Linked DNA regions of Mus musculus: all the other regions are linked to region 2. Evidence: chromatin contacts called from public ChIA-PET, Hi-C, HiChIP or PLAC-seq and promoter capture Hi-C data. All regions are on one chromosome and are shown on one strand. The core of a region is the stretch at or near the end of the contact, and the rest is flanking DNA. Distances in the headings are between cores, read along the strand shown. Region 1 overlaps Jdp2 (Jun dimerization protein 2). Region 2 holds the start of Eif2b2 (eukaryotic translation initiation factor 2B, subunit 2 beta). Region 3 has its middle 23 kb from the start of Fos. Region 4 holds the start of Isca2 (iron-sulfur cluster assembly 2). Region 5 holds the start of Jdp2 (Jun dimerization protein 2). Region 6 overlaps Npc2 (NPC intracellular cholesterol transporter 2). Region 7 overlaps Batf (basic leucine zipper transcription factor, ATF-like).

Region 1 (3,203 bases), core at 614-3,113, 410 kb after region 2:
TTTGGTTTGGTTCAAGTGGTATTCGGTTCAAAGTGGAATTAGTTGGCTGCATTACAGATGGTTGTGAGCCACCATGTGGTTGCTGGGAATTGAACTCAGGACCTCTGGAAGAGCAGTCAGTGCTCTTAACCACTGACTGAGCCATCTCTCCAGCTCGAGGTTTTACTTCTTAAAAAAATTATTTCTTTATTTTTATTTAATGCACATTGGTGTTTTGCTTGCATGTATGTCTGTGTGAGGGTGTCAGGTCCCCTGGAACTGGAGACAGTTTTATTCCCATGTAGGTGCTGGGAATTGAACCCATGTCTTCTAGAGGAGCAGTCAGTGCTCTTAACCACTATACCATCTCTCCATCTCCAAGAGGTTTTACGTTTAAAAATCTTCAGCTAGTCTTGAAAACTTGAAAGATTGGGCAGCATTGAAACTGCTTGGCTGATGCTAATCTGGGCATCCCTCTGCAGACACAGCCCTGTCCAGTCCCTCTCCCTTATTAACCATTAATTAGCCAGCCTAGCTCTTAAAGGTGGCTTCGGTTTGCAGCCCCTGTCTTCAACAGCCATTCATGTGAACTTGCTCATGAGGCCCTGCCCAGAAGCAACAGAGATTCAGCCCTTAGCCACTTGCACTAGATGGACTTGGCTAGGGAAGAAAGGTGGCCAAGGGCAGGTAGTTTTCAGTACTCAACCTTTGGAAGTGCTTTGGAGGGCCAGAGGCTTGGCCCTGGAAGGCTTTAGGGAGACCCTGGGATTTCCTCATCCCTGCAGGAGAGGTGGTCGGCCCAGCCTAGCTGGCCTGGGCTGGCCAAAGTTTCACCTCTGGACTATCCTACTTTGTTGGTAGGGAGCAGGGGAACCCCTGGCTCAGTGCAGCCGGTTTATGTGGGGAATGTCTGGTATGTTTGTCATTTGGGTGTTTACTTTCCAGGGTGCTCACGGTCCCTGGTGTTGAAATGTGGCTTCTCTGTGTTGGAGGGGAGTCTTGTGGGCCTGGCTAGTGGCTCTAGGCCCAGAGCCCAGCAAGGCTCTTCCCCCAACACTGCACCCCTCTCTCTCTTTTCCATGCCAAGGAGGAAGATTGAATGTGCCTCTAGAGCATGTACGGTGTCTTAGTTACCTTGTCACATGCAAAAAAAAGATGCTTGCAGAGCCTTTCCTAAGCTCCAGGCTCTGGGCTGGATGGAGCTGTGTCCTTCCAAACCCACTCTGTGCCATCCCTGTGCACTGAGGAGTCAAGATTCAGAGAGGCCACGTGACTCGCCCAGAAGCCCACAGCCTTTCTAACAGAGCATCTGATCTCCGACCCTGAAGAATGGTACAGCTTGTGCCATGCCCACATGCCCAGGCCTGGCTCTCTCTGTGTGTGCTACCGTCCTAAGACCCTTCAGATTCTAGCAATACTGTTAGCTTCTGCTTTTCACTGTGCCCCTGCCTGCCTGCTCTTAATGTTCCTTTACTGCTTTATCCATGTTACCTTCTGTGAGAGAGTCAGTGTATTTCCTGCACCTTGGGTTAAACGTGCTGTTTTCTTTCTTGTTCTCAAAAAAAAAAAGAGAGAGAGAGAGAGAGAGAGAGTCTCACGTAGCCTAAGCTGACCTTGGCCTAGATACTGTAGCCAGCGATGACTGAATTTCTGATCCCCCTGCCTCCACTTTACAGGTGTGCACCACCACGACCAGTTCATGCAGTGCTGAGGGTGAAGCTGGGGCCCTTCTGCACCATAGGCAAACACTGTCACTGAGTCATAGCCCCAGCCTTCAAGAGACATAATTTTGAAACTGCTTTGGAAATGTCAGATGTCACACGTCAGTCTCATGTGGCCACCGAGGCAAAGTGTGTGGCCCGAGGAACATGATCAAAGGTGAAGACTAAGCTGAAGAGAGCGGGAGGGGCCCTTCCATTAGCTCTGCAGCTCTGCAGCTGTTACCCTTTCCTCTTCACTGTACGGGCAGTGGTTTTTTTGGTTTTTGGGTTTTTTTTTTTTTAATTTAAAAAGACCCAAAGAGGAGAAAGCAGAACGAACATTGCTGTCAGAAGTAGAAGCTTCGGTTGTGACTACATGTTCCCATTGTGAGAGGACATGGCTGAAAAGACTGTGTGTGTGTGACACATGTAGACCATAAGCCTTTCCATAGAGCATAAATGTTTGGGCCCCAGGGGCAAAAGATCTAGATTTGAACCCTGAACTGTCACCGATCATACCAACAGCTTTGTCTATAAAGGGAGAGGTGGTAGAGAGCTGTGCTAGAGAACCCCAAAGATGGAGAAGTAAATATTGTTTGTTTGTTTGTTTGTTGTTTGAGACAAGATCACACTGTGTAGCCCTGGCTGTTCTGGAACTTACTCTGTAGACCAGGCTGGCCTTGAACTCACAGAGATCCTCCTGCCTCTGCCTCCCGAGTGTTGGGATTAAAAGTGTGTGCCATCAACGACTGGCAAGAAGTAACTATTCTTGATTTAATTCATGAATATACATTGAAGGCCCTTTCCTTCCACAGGGTGTTCATCTGGGTGAAGGCAGTAGAGAGAGGGTAAGATATTTATGTAGGTAGAGTAACTATCAATAGATTGATAACCTCAGGGAAAAGTGACCAGAGACAGAAGCATACGTGAGAGAGGTGAGCACAAGTCATCAAAAGCCCCTGGAAGGAAACAGACAGGAAGATGATAAGAAGAAAGGCACTCTCCATTGAGGTGGCAGTGAAATGTAGAGCAAGGAGTCCCAGCAGAAGGGACAGCACTCGGAGAACCTGGGGACAGGGAAGAGCACTGTGCTCTGATGATGAGACAGGAGGCCCCAGTTGCTGAAGTCAAAGGTCAAAAGAAGACAGGCTATGGAAGAGCCGGTCAGAGACGGTTTCCTTCTCCCACTGGGCCCTGTAACAGACAAAGGTCTGTGCTATAGGTAATGGAGGCTGTGGAGGGCTGAAAGCAGAGATGACTGACATTTTAGCCAGGGGAGGCCTCCCGGGAGCCTTTGCGGTGGTGAAGGGCTCAGCTGGGAGGGTCTGATTGGGAGAGGCTGTGGTGATGGTCATCTGATCCTCTGGTGCTTACAGGCAGGATCCCTGCAGACTGTTAAATGGGCTGCCGGGTGGGGTGGGGTGGGATTAAGGTGATTTCAGGTTTGCATTTGGTTGAACAGTCAGGCAGAGGGCAGTACTTACAAAAAGAGCACAACCAGAAGAGAAATGTGTTTGTAGGAAG
Region 2 (3,484 bases), core at 212-2,711:
CCCTTCTGCCTTGCCACCTGCAGTAGTCAGGAGAGCTGATCCTAGAGTCATGAGTTGGGGAGAGCTAGCCCTGCCCCACTGGCTGTAGCACTTGGGAGAGCTGGCCCTGCACGTTGCCTGGGCAACACAGTAGAGTCGGCCCTGAAAGCAAAGATACAGGTGAGCCAGACCCCAGCAAATTAAACAATATGCTATTTAGAGATTGCAAATATTTACTTTTTAATGTACTGCTGCATTCTATTTTTCTAGTAATTTATTAGGTTTTTCTTTTTGTTTTGCTAATGACAGGTACAGTTTTCCTGTACTATCTTTATATGATTTTGATACCGATCTAATCCCTCTGAAGACAATTTATCAGCTGTAAGGAAAGTCTTAAAAGTCTGGAAGATTCACTTTTGAGACATTTATCTTATATTTTTGGTTGTGAGCCTAGCCTTTAATGGCTGAGCCATCTCGCCAGCCCAAGACGTTTATCTTAAATAAATAAGAGATTCTAATTCCGTTTGGGTTCAGGGGACCCAGGATAAGCACAGCCTTTTTACCTCCCTAACTGCTTCAATACCGTGAATCTCTTTCTCAGTTTGTAAAGCCGGGGGAGGAGAACCTACCTCATGTAGCTGTATGACAGTAAGAACTTACAGCACTCAATACCTAGTAAGTGTCGGGTCAATGGAAGGACTTATTACATTGCATGTACTCGCCGGCCTCCAAATTGCAGGACAGCATTCTTGGTGTCCTATTAGCTTCTACTTTGTTTGTTTGTTATTTCGAGACAGGGTTTCTCTGAATAGCCCTGGCTGTCCTGGAACTAACTTCGTAGACCAGTCTGGCCTCAAACTTAGAAATCCACCTGCCTCTGCCTCCCAAGTGCTGGGATCAAAGGCGTGCGCCACCACAGCCCGGCTAGCTTCTACTTTGAATCTCTTTCATTAGTGACATTCCTTAGGGCTTTCGAGGCCGAGGATATAAAAAAGCAAACAACAACGTAAGAGCTAGGAATAGGAATGGTGGTACCACTTGCCTAGCACCTGTGAGATCCTACGTTCAATTCCTTGCACCGAGCGGGGAAAAGAAAGATAAAGTCGGTGGGGAATGGAACCCATTGGAAAAGGTGAACATGTTCAACCCGCGTTGCAGCAGCACTTTTCTGGGCGTCTCGAGCCCTGGACTCGCACTCATGGAGGCGTCTGCCAAGCATCAGGCAGCGATGGAGCCAGGAAGGAGGAAAGCCACTTCTGCTGGTCGCAGGGCGGGAGAGCCGCTCGCTGTTCCCATAGCAACCAGACTGGCCAGCGTCCTCCGGGCCTCCCGGCTCGGCGCGCAGACTCCCAAGGGGACCCTTCCAGCCGTCACTTCCCGGCGGTGCGCCCAGCTCCGCCCTAACACGTTTCTGATTGGCCTCAGCAGAGGGAGGGGCGGGCTTACAACTCCACGAACTCAATTATGTTTCACCGAGCGGAAGTTGACCTCTCTCGGCCCGGAAGTGAAACAGTGCTTTGGCAATTGAGGCTTCTGTAAGTGAGTCCCGGGACGGTGTTGGAAATGCCGGGTGCCGCGGCGAAGGGCTCGGAGTTGTCCGAGAGGATCGAAGGCTTCGTGGAGACTCTGAAGCGAGGTGGCGGGCAGCGCAGCTCGGAGGACATGGCTCGGGAGACCCTGGGGCTGCTGCGCCGGCTTATCACGGACCACCACTGGAACAACGCGGGTGCGGCAACTCATCCTCGTTCTTGTTCTATTCCTGAAGCTGATATTCACTTTCACCGCGCGCCTGCCCCGTTCACTCGGTCTCTCTTGGGTTTCAGGGGACCTTATGGATTTGATCCGCAGAGAGGGCAGGAGGATGACGGCTGCGCAGCCCTCCGAGACCACCGTGGGAAATATGGTGCGGAGAGTCCTCAAGATCATCCGGGAGGAGTATGGCAGGTCAAACTCACAGCTTGGGTGGGCTCCTGGTGGGACCAAGGGGTGCTGGCTTTTGGTTGTTAAACCGTGCCACCTATCAGCTTGAAGCCTCTGTTGTGGCTGAGCTGCTCCCGTTGCCCCAGTGATCACTCTTTGGGTCTTGTTGCCTCCATAGACTGCACGGGCGCAGTGACGAGAGCGATCAGCAGGAGTCCCTGCACAAACTCTTGACATCCGGAGGCCTGAGCGAGGATTTCAGCTTCCATTTTGCCCCACTTAAGGCCAACATCATTGAGGCGATTAATGAGCTGCTGGTGGAACTGGGTAAGAGATCTGATCACTAAGTGGACAAGTTAGGTCGCAGGCAAGTGAAACAGTCCCCTAGAAATTGTGCATTGACAGGGATAGGCGAGATCACCAGTCTTCTGGTTTGAACACCCATTTGGTAGGAGTGGATGGAAAACACCAAGCTTATAGTAACTGCATCTTTCAAGACAGACCTGCTCTTTAACAGTATATTAAGCGAGAGATTTCTTTTAGGGGAAGTTATTTTATTTTATTTTATTTTATAGCAAATGAACTTGCTGGGGATGTAGCTCAGTGGAAGAGTGCCTTACTTGAGGCTCTGGGTTTCATTCCCAGTGCTGCAAAAAACAGAAAACGAGTTCCCCAAAGCCGCATTTGGAAGTTTCTTTTTCACTAAACTTCATCTTGACTTCAAAAAATGTTTACTATTAGTGGTGTGTGTATGTGTGTGTGTGTGTGTGGGTCACAGGGCAACTTTGTAGAATTTGCGCATCCCCCTTTATGTGGGTTCCAGGGATGGAGGGCAGGTTTCCAGGTTTGCCCATCAAGCACATTTACCCACTAAGCCATCATGCCCACCCCTTTGAGGTATTTATATACATACCGCCTCCATCCTCACTTGCAGATTTTTGTTACAGTCTGTTCTTCAGAGATTTAACACTGGGTACTGGGGATGGAGAGATGGACGGCTCAGCGATTAAGCTGCTCTTGTAAAGTCCCCAGGTTTAGTTCCCAGCATCTACACTGTGGCTCATAGCCACCTGTAAGTCCTGTTCCAGAGGACCCGATGTCCTCCTCTTACCTCCACAGGGACCAGGCACACATGAGGCAAACAGATATACATGCAGGCAAGACATTCATGCACTGAAAATAAGTTAGACAATTTACAAACAAACTAGGTGCCACCTGTACTCCAGACAGCCACTCTCAAGCTGCTGTGGGGTTTCTGTATTTCTTTGGTATGCCCACTGCCCATGGAGGTGTTGTGGCCACCTTTTGGATGAATAGTTCTATCAGGGGAAGATCTGTTTTTGGTTAGCACTTCAGGATTTCCCAGATTGGCTGAGGAGTGCAGGCCCAGGACCCCAGAGTGATGCTTTTAAGAGCTTGGACTGTTGCACTCTGAGCCTGCTAAGCCTGTGATGCCAGGCTGGCAGTGTCTAAGGGCAGCTTCCCCTGTGAGCCTTTGCCCTGCCTGTCTGGGGTTAGCATGCCATTTTCACGTCCCCTTGCAAACCTGTTCTTGCAGAAGGCACAATGGAGAACATTGCCGCCC
Region 3 (3,267 bases), core at 151-2,650, 280 kb after region 2:
ACAGGGTTTCCCAGTATAGCCCTGGCTGTTCTGGAACTCACTTTGTAGACCAGGCTGGCCTCAAACTCAGAAATCCACCTGCATCTGCCTCCCAAGTGCTGGGATTAAAGGCGTATGCCACCACCACCACCGCCTGGCAAAGTTTGTTTGTTTGCTTTTTTAAGATTTATTTATTATTATTTATCTATTATTATATTAGTACACTGTAGCTGTCTTCAGACACACCAGAAGAGGACGTCAGATCTCATTTTGGATCTCCATGTGGTTGCTGGAATTTGAACTCAGGACCTTTGGAAGAGCAGTCAGTGCTCTTAACTGCTGAGCCATCTCTCCAGCCCCAAAGTTTTTTTTTTTTTATCCTTGTGATTTTTAAAATAAATAAAAACAATTGTAAACATTTCCTGAAAAATCCCTCACTCTTTCCACTGGCTATGCTCGTCTGTGACACTTCCAAGATGCTCTCAATGCATTGAGTACAGTCTGCCTTGTTGGCCTGCCCACATTCTGTCAGGTAAGCAACCAAGACCTAAGTGGGCTGGAGGTATTCTATATGTCCCATGCTCCCCACGTGTTCTGTGAAGTGCAGAACACCCAGATCTCCGTGAGATGACGGTAATGTCTCTTTCCTTACACCACACAACTGGTAGGTGGCCGATCAGAGACTTGGACCCGTGGTCTTCGAATGAGGACTGACTGCTGGGTAGCCAGGGAGGCTGGCCTGTCTTGGGGAGGAGGGGGAGACAGGGAGAAGGTTTTGAAGAGAGGGTAACGGCAGAGATGACTCATTGGGGAAAGGCCTTGGGAATTATAAGGTTTGTATGTGTGGATGACATCAGCTTGTCTAGGAGACCAGGAGATACCCCAAGGGGAGGGACTCAAGACCGGAAGCAGAGGGCCAGGGTCAGGGCCAGGGTGTGGGGTTTTGGCTTAAGCCAGTGTTTTTTGGGGGGGGGGAGTCTTCATTTCCTTGAGCTAGGCAATCTTGCCCTAATTCTTCAGTAGATAGTTTATAGCTCTCCTTGATGCATTTGATGCTCAAATGGCTGTCAACTTAGCATTAGTGGGGGAACATGTGTCTATTCAGGTAGTCATTCTAGGGCCAGGTCCCTCAGAGTGCCTGTAATGGGGAGCAGCCAACCATAAGTCTACAAATCCCTTTACAAACTAACCGGGGAGATACTACCAGCAGAGGGCGCTCTTCAGCGAGACAAGGATTGACCCGAACTCTGCTATCTGCCTTGTGCATTGAGAACCGTCCATCCTTCCACTGTGTGGGTTCTGGGCCTCGAACTTGGGTTGTCAGACTTGGTGGCAAGCACCCTCACCTGCTGAGCTGTCCAGCCAGGTCCACTGATTGTTTCTTTATGTTAAAAACCTTCAAGGTTGCCAGGCAGTGGTGGCGCATGCCTTTAATCCCAGCACTTGTTCCAGGCCAGCCTGGTCTACAGAGTGAGTTCCAGGACAGCCAGGGCTACACAGAGAAACCCTGTCTCGAACTCCGTCTCCGTCCCCCCCCCCCCCCGCCCATATCTTCAAGGTTCTTTTAGCCTTTTGAAATATATCATACATTCTTATTTTTGCTATAATTTTCATTTACTTATTTATTATTTATTTATGGTACCGAGGAGAGAACCCAGGATTTTGTACATGTGAAGCAAGTGCTCTATCACTGAGCTACATCCCCATTCCCACAATACCACCGTTCCCTACAGTCTCTGTCCTATGCAACCACACACACCGGAACTTCCTGCTCTTTGCTCTCACGCAGTTCCTGTTGGCCAGAGTTCACCACCCCTTCCTTATTCTTCTCTTGCAGCCTTTGGTATCTCTCATTCCCTTCGCCAACTTCTGAAATGCTTCTTTAGTTTCATTAAACAGCAGGCTGGCCTTTAGTCATGTCTGTGGCATCCTTGAAGCTCACTCAGCTTAATAGTAAGTAGGATTCTGGATTGGAGCTGAGCATAGGGTCAGAGCATTAGTGAATTATTTGATGCCCCACTGGCTTTGTGGCTTCCACTTTGCCCGAGGGGTTACCATGTGTCATCACACTGGCTCTTGGAGATATTATTACCATGCTGGGGAAATCTCCAGGGAGCCAAAAAAATTCCAGGCAGGGAGATAGCTGCCTTCCCTGAATTCAGGGCTTCTGACCTCAGCGCCCCACCCCATCCCCACCACAGCCAATCAGCAAAAGATCTCTCCCAAACTGACAAGCAAAAGAAAACCTTGCAGACAGCTGAGCCCAAACAGACTTGGGTGAGGCTGAGGGGAACATCAGGCGTGGCGTCACCAGTCACCGGCTGTAGGCCAGGCTGTTGCCTGGAGATAGTTTGTTCATTTACCAGTGGACAGCTGAGCCAGTTGGGGGAACCCCAGGAGGAAGGCAGCGCTGGTGCCCAGGGGAGACTGGGTTTCTTTAAGTAATAGAAACCACAGGGAGGGCTTTGCCACTTTCAGAGAGTGCACCTTCTTCACACAGGAGCTGGCAGGAAGCCTAGGGGTTGGAGGTTGAGGGAGACCCTGGCAGGAGAGCCCGTAGCAGCTACAGCACCAAGGAGGGGTGTGGAGAAGCTGGAAGGCCTTCCGAGGAGAGAGGATTCACGGCTGTGTTGGCTTTCTGGGCAAAAGAATCACAGAAGTGTGTGTGTGTGTGTGTGTGTGTGTGTGTGTGTGTGTGTGTGTGTGTGTGTGTGTGTGTGTGTGTGTGTTTGGGGTGTGTATATACAGGTGCATGCATATGGGGTCACAATAATTTTTTAAGACAACTAAAACAACTGTACACACACACCAATAGGGGAGAGAAAGAGTGGACTTTAGAATCTCTGCGGTAGAATGCAGGATACCGGGCTGGAGAGATGGCTCAGTGGGTAAGAGCACCCAACTGCTCTTCCGAAGGTCCAGAGTTCAAATCCCAGCAACCACATGGTGGTTCACAACCATCTGTAACAGAGTTCAAATCCCAGCAACCACATGGTGGTTCACAACCATCTGTAACGAGATCTGACTCCCTCTTCTGGAGTGTCTGAAGACAGCTACAGTGTACTTACATATAATAAATAAATAAATCTTTAAAAAAAAAAAGAATGCAGGATACCTTATGCCCTTCAGGAGTCTGTCTGTCTGTCTGTAGTTATTTGAGACAAGGCTTCTCTATCTAGCCTGGGCTGACCTGGGATACTATATGTAGTAGAGGCTGACCTTAGACTTATCACTCCCCTGCCTCAGCCCCAAGTGCTAGGTCATGAGCCACCAGTATATATATATATA
Region 4 (3,178 bases), core at 235-2,734, 450 kb before region 2:
ATTGAACTCTAACCCTCCGGAATAGTAGTTCCCCTTAACCACTAAGCCATCTCTCCAGTCCTAATAACTCTTTAACTTACTGCTTCATTATGGTCTGTTTCCCCCTGCTCAAATATTTTACAAAATCAGTTTGTCTTTCGACCATCACTGCTGCCTTTTCCACCCCGGGCCCCTGCACTGCTCCCACAACTAAGTGTACAGGCTTGACTGGACAAACTCAGAATTTCTACCCTCTATTATATTTTCCAATAAAGAGTCCAGGGGCAGCGTTGGGAGGGAGGCATCACATGATGTCACTAGAAATACGAATTTTATAGGAGACAAGGATCAAGAATCATGAAATTCATTAGAACAATGGAAACCCTACTTTGTAAATGAATGTTATGAGAAGGAGAACTAGCTTTTGTCTCGTTAGTGGGGGTGGGGTGGGGAGGGGAGGTGGATGGTACTTCTAAGACCAGAGCAGGATTGACAGGGATTTGGAAGGCCAAACTGGGCTACAGAGTGAGGCTGCCTCAGCCCGCTCCCAACCAAACTTCAAACGAACAAAGGGAGAAAGGCCAGTGACGATACAAGGCATAAATCAAAATAAGTCCCGTGCCTATTCCTTCAATCCGTGTTGGATGCAGACCTGCTGTCTATCCTATTGTTTTATTTTTTGCTTTTATTTGTTTACTTTTTTCAGACAGGGTTCAATAAATCCAGGCTAGTCTTAAATTCGCAATCCTCCTCCGTCCATTGAAATCTCAAAGCCCTTGAGCGCTGCAATATATGCCCGCTTGATGTTCACCCAAGAAACTTTAGTGAACTTCAGCACACGGTTCGCCTTGTGAGTGTTTTAGATTATCCCAAAACACGAAATGCAAGGAGAAACAAAGTTGTGCGGAGGGGTTAAGTTTCATCAAGACTAGTACCTTCGGTCCCAACCTAGTCAATTCCACGTTCCAGCAACCCGCCCAATCCACCCCCGGGGGTCTCCTCGAGTGGGCTCAGGGCTCACCGCAGTCCTTGAAGTGCAGGGGCTCCGCCTGGCTGGCAGCGACCAGCGCCAGCAGCAGGATCGTGGCGGCCAGAAAACGCATCGTGGATATGAAAGCTCTGCAATCTAGGAAGGAAAAGCAGCCCGAGCAGTCACAAGATAAACTTGTCCCGGACCGAGGGTGGAGCCAGATCAGGCCACTTGTGAGCAGTAACCAGCGAAGGCCCGCCCGCGCCCCGCCCTGGGCTCCGGGGCCGCCTGGCCTGCAGCTCGCCCTTTATCTCCGCCCATCTCTTCCGCTTCCAGGCAGGGCCTACGGAGAACTCGCTCTTTGCGTTCGCCCCGCTCTATTGGTACCGACCCACTTCGGCAAGTGGAAGCGTTCTCTGTCAATCAAAGCCCTCTTATCTCGCTATACCCAATAGGCACGCTTGGGGGCGGAGGCTCGATGCAGCCCCGCCCCCTTCTCCCCTCCTCCGGAAGCCCAGGCTAGGCGGGGATTTGGACCATGCTAGGGGCGGAGCTTGCGGAGTAAGATGGCGGCCTCCAGGGCCTTGTCCCTAACTGCCGAGGCGGTCAGGGCTGTCATTCCTAGGCGCTCGGGAAGGTATCGAGGGTGGAACGTCACTTAGGAAGGGTGTTGGGTTCTGCGTCTTCAGGATAGATGGGAGGCTAAATCTCACGCGGGGTGGGGTGTGGGGTGAAGGCTTGGCAGTTCAGAAGAAAGTGTCCCCAGATTTGGGTACGAGGTGTCCATAGAGGGTCATCTGGTGCCATTTCCCGGGTTCGTCTCCCTTCTTTACATCGCAGGCTCCTCGCCGTCTTTCCCAGGCTTTTGACCCGCTGGGAAACAACATCTTCCATTCCAGAGGCTGGCGAGGGACAGATCCGCCTCACAGACAGCTGCGTCCAGGTAGGAGGTCGGACGCGGGGCGGCGGTGCCCAGGAGGGCTCTAGAAGACTTCCTAGTCACCCGTCCCGTTATCTCCGCTTGCTTGGCATTCTTGATCCTCTTTCCTGAATTTCAGAGGCTTCTGGAAATCACCGAAGGGTCAGAATTCCTCAGGCTGCAAGTAGAGGGAGGTGGATGCTCCGGATTCCAATACAAATTTTCACTGGATACAGTTATTAACCCCGACGACAGGCAAGGAGGACGGATGGGTCGCTAGAGGCTGTATCAGAGGATAAAAGTGGCCCCAATTTATTCCAAACTTCCAAGCGTCTAAGTCTGCTTAACACTACCACCCTCTCCGTTCTGTGAGGATACAGCAAAGATTTGTCCTCTTGTTTAAAAATAAGGAAGAACATTGACTTAGCGTCCGTTAGGTAGTCAAGTTGAGAAAGGCTGAACTAGGGCTGGAGAGATGGCTCAGCGGTTAAGAGCACTGGCTGCTCTTTCACAGGACCTAAGTTCAGTTTCCAGCAACCACATAGTGGCTCACAACTATCTGTAGTGAGATTTGATGCCTTCTTCTGGTGTGTCTGGGGAGAGCAACGGTATACTCACATAAAATAAATGAATAAATAAGTGTTTAAAATATATATATACACCAAGGTTCCACCCTAAGAAAAAGGCTGGACTAGTTTCAGTCCGAGCCCTTAAATAATCCTTCTGTTTTTTTTTACGTTGAATCTTTCTGCTTCAGTCCGTTCCGTCCCAGCTAGAAGTCCTAAGCAGTGTTCCATGCATTGGAGAACAAGATGTACACCTCTGGGCTCAGGGTGTTGTGTGGGTGTTTGTGGTATTTGTCATTCATGCTTTCCTCTTGTCTTTTCAGGGTATTTGAACAGGGTGGGGCAAGAGTGGTGGTTGACTCTGATAGCTTGGCCTTCGTTAAGGGAGCCCAGGTGGACTTCAGCCAAGAACTGATCCGAAGCTCATTCCAAGTGTTGAATAACCCTCAAGCCCAGCAAGGCTGCTCCTGTGGGTCATCCTTCTCTGTCAAAGTCTGACACAATGACGGATGACCCTGAGATTGCCACCACTGCACCAGTGTGAACAACCTAGAATAGTAGAATTCTAGAGGTTTCTTTCTCATCATGTCCGGCTCTCATCTTATTTAATTTAATCCAGAAGTGTCTTATTCTACCACTGTAAATTATGGAATGTGAAGCTTTTAACTCTTGGCCGAAATACTCTCCCCTCCCCCAGTACAATGTCAAGGCCACATCCAAAGGCTGTTACCTCACCTGTAATCA
Region 5 (3,389 bases), core at 858-3,357, 380 kb after region 2:
CACTGTTTCCCTAAAAGCCTAAGGTAGATCAGTTGCATCAGGAGATTGCATGTTCGCCCAAAGGAGCCAGTTGTGGCCTTCCCTCCAGCCTTGCCCAGAAACAATGACTACACAGAGAGGTCTGGTAGGAAACGGTGTGGCTAGGAGGGAGGTCTGAGCTGTATTTGTATAGTATCCAATATAAAACTGGGTAACAACTATATCAAAATGGGGGAGCCTAATAGATATTGGGGAGATGAAAGGGAATAAAGACCCCTTAGTGCCCCCACGCCAATGCCTTTCCTGTAGCATATTTATTTTGTGGAGGAAGTAGTGACCCAGAAGGACACCTGTCACCTAGCCATGATCCAAAGTAGGCCTTGGAGAAGAGCAGCTTTAAGGACACATTTTCAATTATTAGGCCCTGCACAGAGATGAGTTTAGCGTTTTCAAAGTCCCACCAGAGGACACACAGAGGTTTAATGCTCCACCTGTTCCCTGTTTTCTTTCCCATAAACATCAGATCCTCATCTTAGGGGAGAAGCATCATGTGAGCCAGTTCCCCAGTCTCCAGCTTTGATCTCTGTGTGTTGTAAAGGTGCTGCTGGCTTTTCTGGGATGGAGAATCATGTCCTACAGGAGTGATTCACATTACCACGGAGTTTGTGGCGTGTGTTCCTTTGGAGTCTTTCTTTTTTTTCCTTTCATCAGTGTTGTGAGGGAAGTGGGCTGATGGTGGCGGGGAAGATGGACAGTGATGTCATTAGGGCTTGGTCTGTTTCTTTCCATTCACCTGTTCCCCCCTGCAGGAAGACTTACGGGTAAAATGGAGACCGATTCCTCCCTGCAGGCAGGCACGCACGTGGAGACCTGCTTGTCCGGCTTGGCGCGTGGACTTCCTTCCCTCCCTGTTGGTCTTTCGATCTCAGCATTTGTACTCTATGAAGACTTGAACTTTTTCTTTCACTTCCTTTCTTCTATGGGTGATGACCTGCTGTCTCTCTGAGAAGGAGGCCGAAGGTCACTGAGTGTCAACATTGCCACTCCTTTCTGATTTAAGAGGAAAGAGGGCGGGGGTCTGCCCCCCCCCCCAAGGGTATGGAGACCTGTGTGTGTCTATGTGTGTGTGCAAATAGTTCTCAGATGCCACACGCATTTCTGCCTGAGACAATCCGCCTTTGAGGGACTGTCATATTTTATCTAGAGTGTTCTTTACTATCTACTTCTGTAGCAGGGTGGGAAGAGAGCACGGAAGCTGGCCCTGGAGTCCTTGAGGAAGAAGGCCTTTGGAGGTTTGGCAGAAGTCAGGTAGGCTCACTGCTGCGTCCTGTCAAAGGGAGGCAAAAGCCTGCTGGAGTTGGGCAAAGAGCCCTGGCTCAAACTGGGCCAGCCACTGACAACAACGGTGGCCTCAGGGTGCAGTTCCACTTCAGGAGCTCGTTCATTCACCGCATGGCTTCAGGACGTCAGGACGCTTTGGTGGACAGTGGGTAGGGATTAAGGCTTCCAAACGCCTTAAACCCCCGCCCATGCTCCTCCGCGGAAAAACAAAACAAGCTTGCGAGATCCTGCAGCGTCCGAAGACACCACTGCGCGGAACCCTCGCTCTGGATTTGGGGGAGAGCGCACCGGACGGAGGAGGATGGTTCGGCGTGGGCTGAGCTGGAAGGGGTTCTCTGCTCATCCGGCCGCCGCCTTCGCGTCGCTGCCTCCCGGGCTGTGTAGCATTTTGGGGGTGGCGGCCGCAAGGCCGAGCAGGGGATGCGCTTACATAACCGCTCGCCGTGTCCTGCTGCCTCGCGCTCTCGGGAGCCGCGGGCGGGGCGCGCCGCCGGACCGCAATGCTGCCGGGACCAGCGCGGCGGGGCCCGGGCCGGCCCCGCAGGCGGAGGAGCGCGAGCATCGGCGGGAGGAGGGCGCCGGCGGCGGGGGAGGTGAAGGTCAGTGGGTGTGAAGCGGGCGATCCACACCCCCTCCTCCCCGTCCCCTCCTTCTCTTCCTCTCCGTCCCCCTCTGACGTGTGGAGCTGGCAGCTCGGCCGGTTCCGCATTCCCGACCCCTCCCCGCCACTCAGGGCCCGCTATATAGCCGGGGCTGATGCAACCCGTCCCGCCGCCCGCCACAGCCTGCGGGAGGGACACTCGGCGGCCGCGACGGGGGGCGCTGGCGGCAGCGGACGCTGCAGCGGCGGCGGCGGGGCTGGCGCCGCGGCGGCTCCCGGGCCGGGACGGGCCTGGGCAGCGGGCGGCAGCAGCGCGGAGTGGGCACCGCGCCTGCAGCAGGGTTCTGGGCCCGGGGCCGCCGCCTCCGCCAGCGGCTTCTGCACGGTGGGTTCACGGAGGGGGGAGGCGGGGCTGCGGGCACCTGGGGTGGCCTCCCCCGGAGTAGCTACCGCTGGGGCTCCCGCCACCCCAGGGCCGGAATACTCTATCGGATGGCTGCAGCCGCTGCCCACCGGTGGTTCCCCGGCTGGGCAGGACAGTCCTGTCTGTGGCCGGGACAGCGGGGCGCTCCCTCCTTGCTTTCCTTCCCCAGTGCTCTTGCTGGGAGGCTGTGCACAGACGGAGGAGAGGGCGGGGTGAGCGGGAGAAAACTGTGCCGGGGACTGCGGGGGACTCAAGGGGGCATGCACGCCCCAGACCTGCTGACAGGTCGCGCCTCAGCCTCTTCCGTAGCTCTCTTTGCAAGACCTGGAGGGGAGGGTATTGAGAAAGGCATCTAACCAACAGGGCTTCCTTCGCTTAAGAGCATTGCTGCGGCGGGCTCTGGCTGGGTTAGGAGGGAACCACGGGGCAGTCCCCAGTTCCCTTGGGATCCCGTCAGGCACATCAGGTTATATAAGAAGGTAAGCAGGCTTCTTTAGGTAACCTGCCCAGTTTAGAAGGCACTCTTCCTCCCCTCTTATCCAAGAAGGCTAGGCTTCCTGGACCCTTGGAGCGGCAGAAACAGGCTTTGCCTGGGTATCTGGAGGAGCTGGCAGGCCTGGGATGCCTTGACTCATTTGCAGAAATGGATGGGCCATTTGGGGATAGAGGTGGAGAGGCGGGTGCAAGAGGGGAATCAATCGACTATTTGAGTCAGCTCCCCCTAGAAGATTGTCCAGCCCTTATGTGTTGGAGTGGCACCTTCCAGGGGACTGTGGCACAGGTCTGTGTATTGTTAAATCTTGGGCCACTCTACCCAGGATCTTAATTCAGGCAGCATGGGAAACAGGCTCTGTACCACAGCTGGGTACCTGCCTGTCCCAAAGGCTGTTAGCAACTGTCTTCCTCGTCCCTCGACCTCACCCCCAAGTCTCCCCCACCCTCCAGGGTTTAAAAATCACCCCCTCTTGCTTTCCCTGCTTTTCAGCAAATCTGGCTGGCTTCAGCTTGGATGGCGGGCTTATCTTCCCGTGCAGGTTTCTAGGG
Region 6 (3,482 bases), core at 321-2,820, 470 kb before region 2:
GTACTAGAGTGTTAAATGGTCCTATTCAAATTAAAAAAAAAATGGCACTCGTCCCCCATAAAGACACTTATATAAATAAGTGTCCCTGAGTGCTAGGCATGGTGGTGTATACCTGTAATCTCAGAATCTGGGAGGGAGAGACAGGAGGATCAGAAGTTCCGGGTCACCCTCAACTACACAGAGTACAAGCACTGCCGGGACTATATGAGACACGGTCTCAAAAAATAAAGAGGGAAGAAAAACTGCTGATCACTGAGTTCTAGGCATTTACTCAAATCCCCTATCTGTGACTCCAGGCCCCTGTCAGCTCCCATGGCTGCAACCTTCCTTCCTCACCAAGGATAGCGATACTAATGCCAATAGAACTCCTTTGAAAGGCTGTGAGGATTCTCTCACTCTGTGACAGCTGAGGACACAGAGGCCCTGTGAAGGATCCAAAGTCAACGAACTGCAAAGGAGGTAGGGAGCTGCAAACCCAACTAAAAGTCAAACTGTAAGTAACGACTACTTCTCAAAGTGACATCCTCCCCCAGAGGTTCTGGGGGCATCTGTCTCTCTGGTGCTCGGCTTCCCAGGCTGTAAAGCCTACTGGGAGGGATTGAGACCAACAAAACTCCAGCAGACGGACAGAATAGGAGAAAGAATCAACATCACATCTCATGAGTCCTCTGAACTAAACCTCCGGGAGGTGGGCTCTCAAATGTCTGCTTAGCCCCAGCCTCCGTCCCAAACCCTCTCTGGATTCCTAAAGTTTATGTTGTCCTTACAAGTCCATGATCTCTGTCTGTCCATTATGCCCAAACATCCCCTTAGAATCCCAGTGGTTCATGCTCACAGAGACCTGGAGGGACCTAGTTGGATCCGTTCAGTCTCTACATTTACAGCAGAGTTAATGACACTGACAATTTACAGTGGTTAATGACACAGCCACTAAGGAACTTTCTCTTTGTTCTCCCTTTGCCACTAACCAGTGACTTGAGAGTCACTTCCCTTGGTTGGGAAACACAAGAATCTCGTGACCATTCATTGCTCAGATACGCTGAGGATCCCTCATCAAATCATGACTTTTATACTTTGATCTGCCTGGCAGAGGAACGGGGATGCATGGGGTGCAGGAAGCAGCGTGGTGTGTTTCTCTCACACTGAGAACAGACTGCCGCAGCTGGCCTGCCCTCCCGCTTTCTGATCTGGTACACCCAGTTTCTCTGCCGCATTCAAGACCAGCAGCCATCTGTTTTGCCTGCCAACTTCCTTAGTGGCCTGACCCTCTGGCAGTCAGAGTTAAGCTAATCCCTTCACCTGCTGGCTGCTTTGCTGGGGCATATGGTTTGTGGAGAGGGGCCTGCCAGAGAGAGCACGATATTTTTCCTCTCAGAGACCCTGGAGAGGAGGATGGTAATGCTGGCATGCCAAGCCTGCTCCAGAATCTATGCCTTCACTGTCCATGGGGACAAGTACTTGTGTGTGCTCTGTGACCACTGAGGGCAACGAGCAGACAGATCAGGGACAGCGGAAGCTCTGGCCTCTCACATGTGTCATTCATTCTCTGGTGGGACCCTCACTTATGCAAGCTCCTTGGTTCCTCCGGGTCTTTTCAGCAACCAAATCCCTGGTCTGGAGAACATGGTAGGTTCCTATGGCAATGGGCCTTTTAGCTGTTTCCATAGCAACGAACACTCAGACCATCTAGTTGCTAGTCAACTGACAGCTGTAAGTGAATCGGATTCAGTTTATAAGCTGAAGGTTAGGCCCGGGGCTCCTCTGGAGAGGACTCCTCTCAAAGCTTCCAGTCGATATTTGGGGGACCCACAGCCACTTTCTACCTTGAATCACACCGCAATATCCATCCACATTCCCAACACACACCACTGATCATCCTGGCCTTTCAGCAAGCCCTCAGGGCTTCTCTGGAGGAAGCGCTTATTCTGAATAACACCCTACTGACTCTGTGGCAGTGTTGCTCCTAGGTACCACAACTTTGTCCCTAAACCAACCCACTGTGGGGGCACTGTTCTTGGATTCTCTAAAGAAAATGGTTATCCACGACTGTATTTCTTTAATTGACCTTACCCACTTAGTCCTTTCCTATGCCTGGGGCATTCTCAGGAATAACTCTGCTTTATCTGTGAATCGTGTCATATTTCTTTCTTCTTTCCTTCCCACCTTCCCTCCTTAGACAAGATCTCAGGTAGCCTAGTCTGGCCTTGAACTTGCTGTAGCCAAGGATGACCTTAAATTTATCCTCCAGCCTTTACGGCCTAGTGCTGGGACCATGGGCATTTGCTGCCAGGCTCAGATAATTACTTATTAGTGTGCATTTGATGAGGATATCAGTTTGTCATTTTCCTTGTATGGCAGTGACAACCTTGGATGTCAGTCCAAGTTTAAGACAGGAATTTGTTTGCCACCCCATACAGCAGGCAAGCTGATGCATCCAGATTTCACCCCCCCCCCCAATTTTATTTCTTTTAGGCCTATGGGTGTTTCGCCTGCATGTAAGTCTGCTGCTGTTCAGGCTCCGCGTCTCTGTCCACCTTGGGTGACCAGAGTGGCTTCAGATCAGGCAGTTATGAGTGCAGCAAGAACAGACTCTTGGGAGACAGCTCCAATGGGGGAACAAAGGCTGCTACGCAACCTTTGGGGCGTGGGTAGGGGCTTTTGGAGTGAATGTACATCATTGGCCTGGGGCAGGGTGCTGGGGTCTCATTTGCATAAGGAGGAATTCCAGGTACCGATGGACATGACCTTATAAGGGAGAGGAAGCTTGACCTGGCTACTTGGCTGTGTAGCCTCCTCCAGGGGGCAAAGGCGGTGTGTGTGTGTGTGTGTGTGTGTGTGTGTGTGTGTCCCAAGCTTCATGCTCCAGGACAGGAAGGCTCAGAGCAGGGGTGAGGGTGGGGGGACGTGGGGGTGCAGAGACCTTACTCCTGCCAATCTCAGGATCAGATTTCTGGGGTTTGGACACACCTTTACCCCACTTTTGCTTTGCCACAGTTCCTACCCTCGATTCATGGCTCCCCAGTCCCAAATAAGTCCGTGTATCATGTGTATGCCATGCCCGAAGAGGGTGTCTGACCCCCTGGAAGTGCAGTTACAGGGAGCTATGAGCCACCATGTGGGTGCTGAAAACTGAACCCCAGTCCTCTGGAAGAGCAGCCAATGTACTTAACCACTGAGCCATCTCTTCAGCCCCACATCTCGCTTTGTTAGTGGGTTCTGGGGAGACCTTTTATCCTTTAAGCCTCATCTCCAGCCCTGTTTTTTAACACACACACACACATACACACACACACACACACACACACACACACACAACTTCCTTCAAAATCAGGCATCCAGGATCTGAAATGATTCCACCCCTTGATTTTTATTAGTATGAAGATCAGACCATAGCATTGGGGATCTTGAGATTTACCTGCCTCAGATTCCTGTAAGGGAAGAGTGGGTCTAAGACTCAAGGTTTGCACAGAGACAGGCAGTAG
Region 7 (2,984 bases), core at 450-2,949, 480 kb after region 2:
ACAGGGAGAGACCATAAAAGGAGTTACAGTGGATAAAGCCTAGAGTTTAAAGAATTATTTATTTATATGTGCATTGATTGGTGTTCTGCCTGCGTGCTTGTTACAAGGGTGGCAGATCTTCTGGACTTGGAGTTACAGACCATTGTGAGCTACCACGTGGGTGCTGAGAATTGACCTCAGGTCCTCTATAAGAGCAGCCATTGCTCTTAACTGTCTCACCAGCCTAGGCCTAGAATTTAAAGGCCCCGTTAATTAGAAGATGTAAAGGCAGGACCCCAAAAGGATGATGGTATTTTTGAAGAATATATTGTCATTAAATTAAATACATGATGATTTAATATGTATACTAAGAAGGAAAAACATCCTTTGAGAGAAAAACATCAAGACATTCATCACTAAGTGGGCAGAAACTACACAGAAAGCTTACACACATTTTTCCTACCCAAATGAAAATAACCTAATTTTCAATTCTGATGACAAAAACAGTACACATTGAGACAGGGTTTCTCAACCTCAGGGTGATTGACAGTCTGAGTCTTATACATTTTTCTTTTTCCTTAGTATTAAGGTATTAAGGACCTTATGCAGCTGGGCAGTGGTGGCGCACGCCTTTAATCCCAGCACTCAGGAAGCAGAGGCAGGTGGATTTCTGAGTTCGAGGCCAGCCTGGTCTACAGAGTGAGTTCCAGGACAACCAGGGCTACATAGAGAAACCCTGTCTTGAGAAACTAAAAAAAAAAAAAAAAGACCTTATACATGCCAGGCTAACACTCTACCGCTGAACTATAACTCATCTTTTCCCCACTCTACATTTAAAATTTTGAGACAAGGTATCACAAAGCTACCCAGGCTGGCCTTGAACTCACTGTTTAGCCCAGGCAGACATTGAACTTTCAATACTGCTGCCTCGGCTTCCAAAGCAGCTTGGGATTGTGGGCCTACACCCCCAGGACTCCTAATAATTCTGATAATTACTATATATGGCTGTCTTGTGCACCGCAAAATGTAAACTCTACCCAGTAGATGCCACTAGATTCGTCTCCCTCCAGTTATGACATCTGGAACTTGCCAGCTACCCCCTGAATAGAATAGTTACCCCCATTTGGTTTTGATGTATTAGGTTCTGTTTTAAAAAGGTGTTTTGTTTTGTTTTGTTTTTTGCTTCATTAGAAGTTGACAGCTTGCACCAGTAAGCAGGCAGCCGGAAAGGATGGCGGACGGCCTGGAACCCTTTGGAGTTCCGAGACTTGCCGCCGGGCCGGGCCGAGGCGGGAGGGACCCTTCCAAGTTGACTTTGCGGGTGGAGGGAAGTCCTGGAGTTAGCAGGACTGTGTGCTTGCGACTGTGGGCGTGGAGAGAGCGAGTAGCGGCTGGAGCAGCCGTGCTCCTCCCGAACCGACCGCGGCCACGCTGCCGGGACTTCCCGGACAGCGTTTGCGCCGCCCACCCCGTGGCCACGGGCCCAGGATCACATGGCTAGACCCGGAGCGGCCGGGGTGGGCGTCCTCCACTCTCTCCGGCCTGCGTTTTGCGAGTGTAGCGGTGGAGGCTGAATCGGATCCCACCAGAAACCCCAACAAGTGGGCAGTTGGGACTAGGGCGTTCACTAGGGCGTTAAGAAATCTTCACAAAACTAGTTGGCACAATTTCTTCCATTAGAAAGCATGGCATCCAGTGCCTCTCTGTGACTGCTCTGGGTGGCTTCAGGTGCAGCAACGTTACATCTCAGGAGCTGTAGTCATCTTGGGCAGGCACTCACTGTTGGTTATACCGTCTCACAACACAGTATGGATGCATCAAGGTGGCATTTCTAGTGCTATTTGCAACAGGGATATTTTGACAGCCATCAGAATGTCCCATACCCGGCAACCATCTCAAGTAAATTCCTGATCATGCACTTGATGAGGTGGCCATGAAACACAGTACTTGTGACACTGTAGCCATTACAAAGTTATAAAAAAGGCAAAAGACAAATTATCTTTTCACTAGGGTTGAGCTTCTACAGAAAGAAGTATACACTTTGTTTGAAAAAAACCAGGATGCTAGTAAGTAGCGATGCGAGCAGGTGTTAGGAGCTAGGATTATGGGTGCCTTACATCTTAAAAGCTCTCGAAGGCTAGGCAAGGTGGTACAAGCTTTAATCCCAGCACTCAGGAGGCGGAGGCAGATGGTTCTGATTTCGAGGCCAGCCTGGTCTATATAGCAAGTTCCAGGCCATCAGGGGTTCATAGTGAGACCCTATCTCAAATTAATTAATCTTTAATATAGTTATACTGTGTGTATGTATATATATGTATATACACATATATACACATGAGTGTAAGTGTGTGTGTGTGTGTGTGTGTGTGTGTGTGTGTGTGTGTGTGTGTGTAAAGAAGATGGCCAAAGTTGAGAACTCTGAAGGAAACTGAAATATCGCTGTTAGGTTTTGGCAGGAGGTTATAATTTATCTTCTCAGCTGGAGCTCTTTAGGGAATGAAAAAGGAGTCCTAGCAAATATCATACCAGGACAGCAGAGATGAACTTGAGCCATCCCCAGAAAGCTTGGGAGAACCAAGGACAGTGACCTGGATCACTCACTAGTGCAAAGGAAAAGATAGAGTTCAAAACCAAGCAGATTAGGACCAAAAGGCCATTCTGTGTGCCCAGCATGGAAGCCTAAGCCATTGGTCTCATGGGCTTTACATTCAACTGTAGGTCTGGAAACCAATTCAGAATCTCACTAGCTACACATCATGAAAACCGCTTTGACACTGAGGATCAACTGCAAACCACAGAGGAGGCTGGGAAGACCTGGGGAAACGGGGCCTGTGGAGAGACTTGGGGCCAAACACAACATGAAGCATCAGAAACGGAATGTGAAGCCAGAGTCGGGGTGACAAGGATAAACCAGATATGTAATACAAGGATGGAAGATAGGAAATTGGAGCACACAAAGACCATTGTGATCCAGGCTGGGGATTGCTCTCAACTGGAGACTTTTT

Evidence for each region. Promoter capture Hi-C pulls out the DNA fragments that hold promoters and counts their contacts. Hi-C and Micro-C count contacts between places; a contact is called where the count stands out from the background. ChIA-PET counts read pairs in DNA pulled down with a chosen protein or histone mark. HiChIP or PLAC-seq counts read pairs in DNA pulled down with a chosen protein or histone mark. Capture Hi-C pulls out chosen DNA fragments and counts their contacts.
Region 1: an RNA polymerase II ChIA-PET map of memory CD8 T cells shows a contact between it and region 2, with 15 read pairs. The contact joins the enhancer-like site here to the promoter of Eif2b2 in region 2. A contact is called at or near these places in 3 of 115 datasets of contacts at active chromatin or transcription factors (embryonic stem cells, memory CD8 T cells and pancreatic cancer cells) and 1 of 9 other capture datasets (adipose tissue).
Region 3: a promoter capture Hi-C map of pre-B cells shows a contact between it and region 2, with 3 times the contacts expected there. The contact joins the enhancer-like site here to the promoter of Eif2b2 in region 2. A contact is called at or near these places in 7 of 39 promoter capture datasets (cranial neural crest, embryonic stem cells, liver and 3 more), 6 of 484 Hi-C or Micro-C datasets (CD4 T cells, embryonic stem cells, erythroblasts and 3 more), 1 of 115 datasets of contacts at active chromatin or transcription factors (astrocytes) and 4 of 9 other capture datasets (adipose tissue, embryonic stem cells, liver and 1 more).
Region 4: a Hi-C map of regulatory T cells shows a contact between it and region 2, with 3 times the contacts expected there. The contact joins the promoter of Isca2 here to the promoter of Eif2b2 in region 2. A contact is called at or near these places in 10 of 39 promoter capture datasets (the 3T3-L1 cell line, 3T3-L1-derived adipocytes, cranial neural crest and 6 more), 2 of 484 Hi-C or Micro-C datasets (embryonic stem cells and regulatory T cells), 3 of 115 datasets of contacts at active chromatin or transcription factors (embryonic stem cells, memory CD8 T cells and stem cell-derived neural progenitor cells) and 1 of 9 other capture datasets (pancreatic islet).
Region 5: a promoter capture Hi-C map of adipose tissue shows a contact between it and region 2. The contact joins the promoter of Jdp2 here to the promoter of Eif2b2 in region 2. A contact is called at or near these places in 1 of 484 Hi-C or Micro-C datasets (natural killer cells), 2 of 115 datasets of contacts at active chromatin or transcription factors (effector CD8 T cells and memory CD8 T cells) and 1 of 9 other capture datasets (adipose tissue).
Region 6: a contact with region 2 is called in an H3K4me3 HiChIP or PLAC-seq map of bone marrow-derived macrophages, with 4 times the contacts expected there. The contact joins the enhancer-like site here to the promoter of Eif2b2 in region 2. A contact is called at or near these places in 8 of 39 promoter capture datasets (the 3T3-L1 cell line, 3T3-L1-derived adipocytes, embryonic stem cells and 4 more), 1 of 484 Hi-C or Micro-C datasets (regulatory T cells) and 2 of 115 datasets of contacts at active chromatin or transcription factors (bone marrow-derived macrophages and memory CD8 T cells).
Region 7: an H3K4me3 HiChIP or PLAC-seq map of bone marrow-derived macrophages shows a contact between it and region 2, with 4 times the contacts expected there. The contact joins the enhancer-like site here to the promoter of Eif2b2 in region 2. A contact is called at or near these places in 9 of 39 promoter capture datasets (the 3T3-L1 cell line, 3T3-L1-derived adipocytes, cranial neural crest and 5 more), 3 of 115 datasets of contacts at active chromatin or transcription factors (bone marrow-derived macrophages, effector CD8 T cells and memory CD8 T cells) and 1 of 9 other capture datasets (adipose tissue).

The regions. Positions count from the first base shown.
Region 1 is chr12:85,623,013-85,626,215 of GRCm38.p6, forward strand. All of the region lies in intron 2 of Jdp2 (Jun dimerization protein 2), which reads left to right. Among named protein-coding and RNA genes, the nearest start is that of Jdp2, 25 kb to the left of the region's middle. Within about 2 kb of position 1,864, at least 91 of the 459 cell types and tissues checked have an H3K27ac peak or open chromatin away from gene starts, as enhancers often do. A contact at or near this core is called in memory CD8 T cells, where this site is marked.
Region 2 is chr12:85,218,020-85,221,503 of GRCm38.p6, forward strand. Eif2b2 (eukaryotic translation initiation factor 2B, subunit 2 beta) reads left to right here and starts at 1,462. Exons shown (of 8, transcript NM_145445.4): 1 at 1,462-1,705; 2 at 1,803-1,923; 3 at 2,078-2,226; 4 at 3,458-3,484. The coding sequence starts at 1,543.
Region 3 is chr12:85,495,736-85,499,002 of GRCm38.p6, forward strand. No RefSeq gene overlaps it. Among named protein-coding and RNA genes, the nearest start is that of Fos, 23 kb to the left of the region's middle. Within about 2 kb of position 1,401, at least 123 of the 459 cell types and tissues checked have an H3K27ac peak or open chromatin away from gene starts, as enhancers often do. A contact at or near this core is called in adipose tissue, astrocytes, extraembryonic endoderm stem cells and 3 more, where this site is marked.
Region 4 is chr12:84,771,786-84,774,963 of GRCm38.p6, forward strand. Isca2 (iron-sulfur cluster assembly 2) reads left to right here and starts at 1,485. Exons shown (of 4, transcript NM_028863.1): 1 at 1,485-1,586; 2 at 1,790-1,892; 3 at 2,008-2,123; 4 at 2,758-3,178. The coding sequence starts at 1,516. The coding sequence ends at 2,932. Npc2 (NPC intracellular cholesterol transporter 2) reads right to left here and starts at 1,327. Exons shown (of 4, transcript NM_023409.4): 1 at 1,001-1,327. The coding sequence starts at 1,082.
Region 5 is chr12:85,597,309-85,600,697 of GRCm38.p6, forward strand. Jdp2 (Jun dimerization protein 2) reads left to right here and starts at 2,108. Exons shown (of 4, transcript NM_030887.2): 1 at 2,108-2,306.
Region 6 is chr12:84,751,216-84,754,697 of GRCm38.p6, forward strand. Npc2 (NPC intracellular cholesterol transporter 2) reads right to left here. Exons shown (of 4, transcript NM_023409.4): 4 at 3,344-3,482. Among named protein-coding and RNA genes, the nearest start is that of Npc2, 20 kb to the right of the region's middle. Within about 2 kb of position 1,571, at least 120 of the 459 cell types and tissues checked have an H3K27ac peak or open chromatin away from gene starts, as enhancers often do. A contact at or near this core is called in bone marrow-derived macrophages and hematopoietic stem and progenitor cells, where this site is marked.
Region 7 is chr12:85,696,977-85,699,960 of GRCm38.p6, forward strand. The region is part of intron 2 of Batf (basic leucine zipper transcription factor, ATF-like); the gene reads left to right. Among named protein-coding and RNA genes, the nearest start is that of Batf, 12 kb to the left of the region's middle. Within about 2 kb of position 1,700, at least 19 of the 459 cell types and tissues checked have an H3K27ac peak or open chromatin away from gene starts, as enhancers often do. A contact at or near this core is called in adipose tissue and bone marrow-derived macrophages, where this site is marked.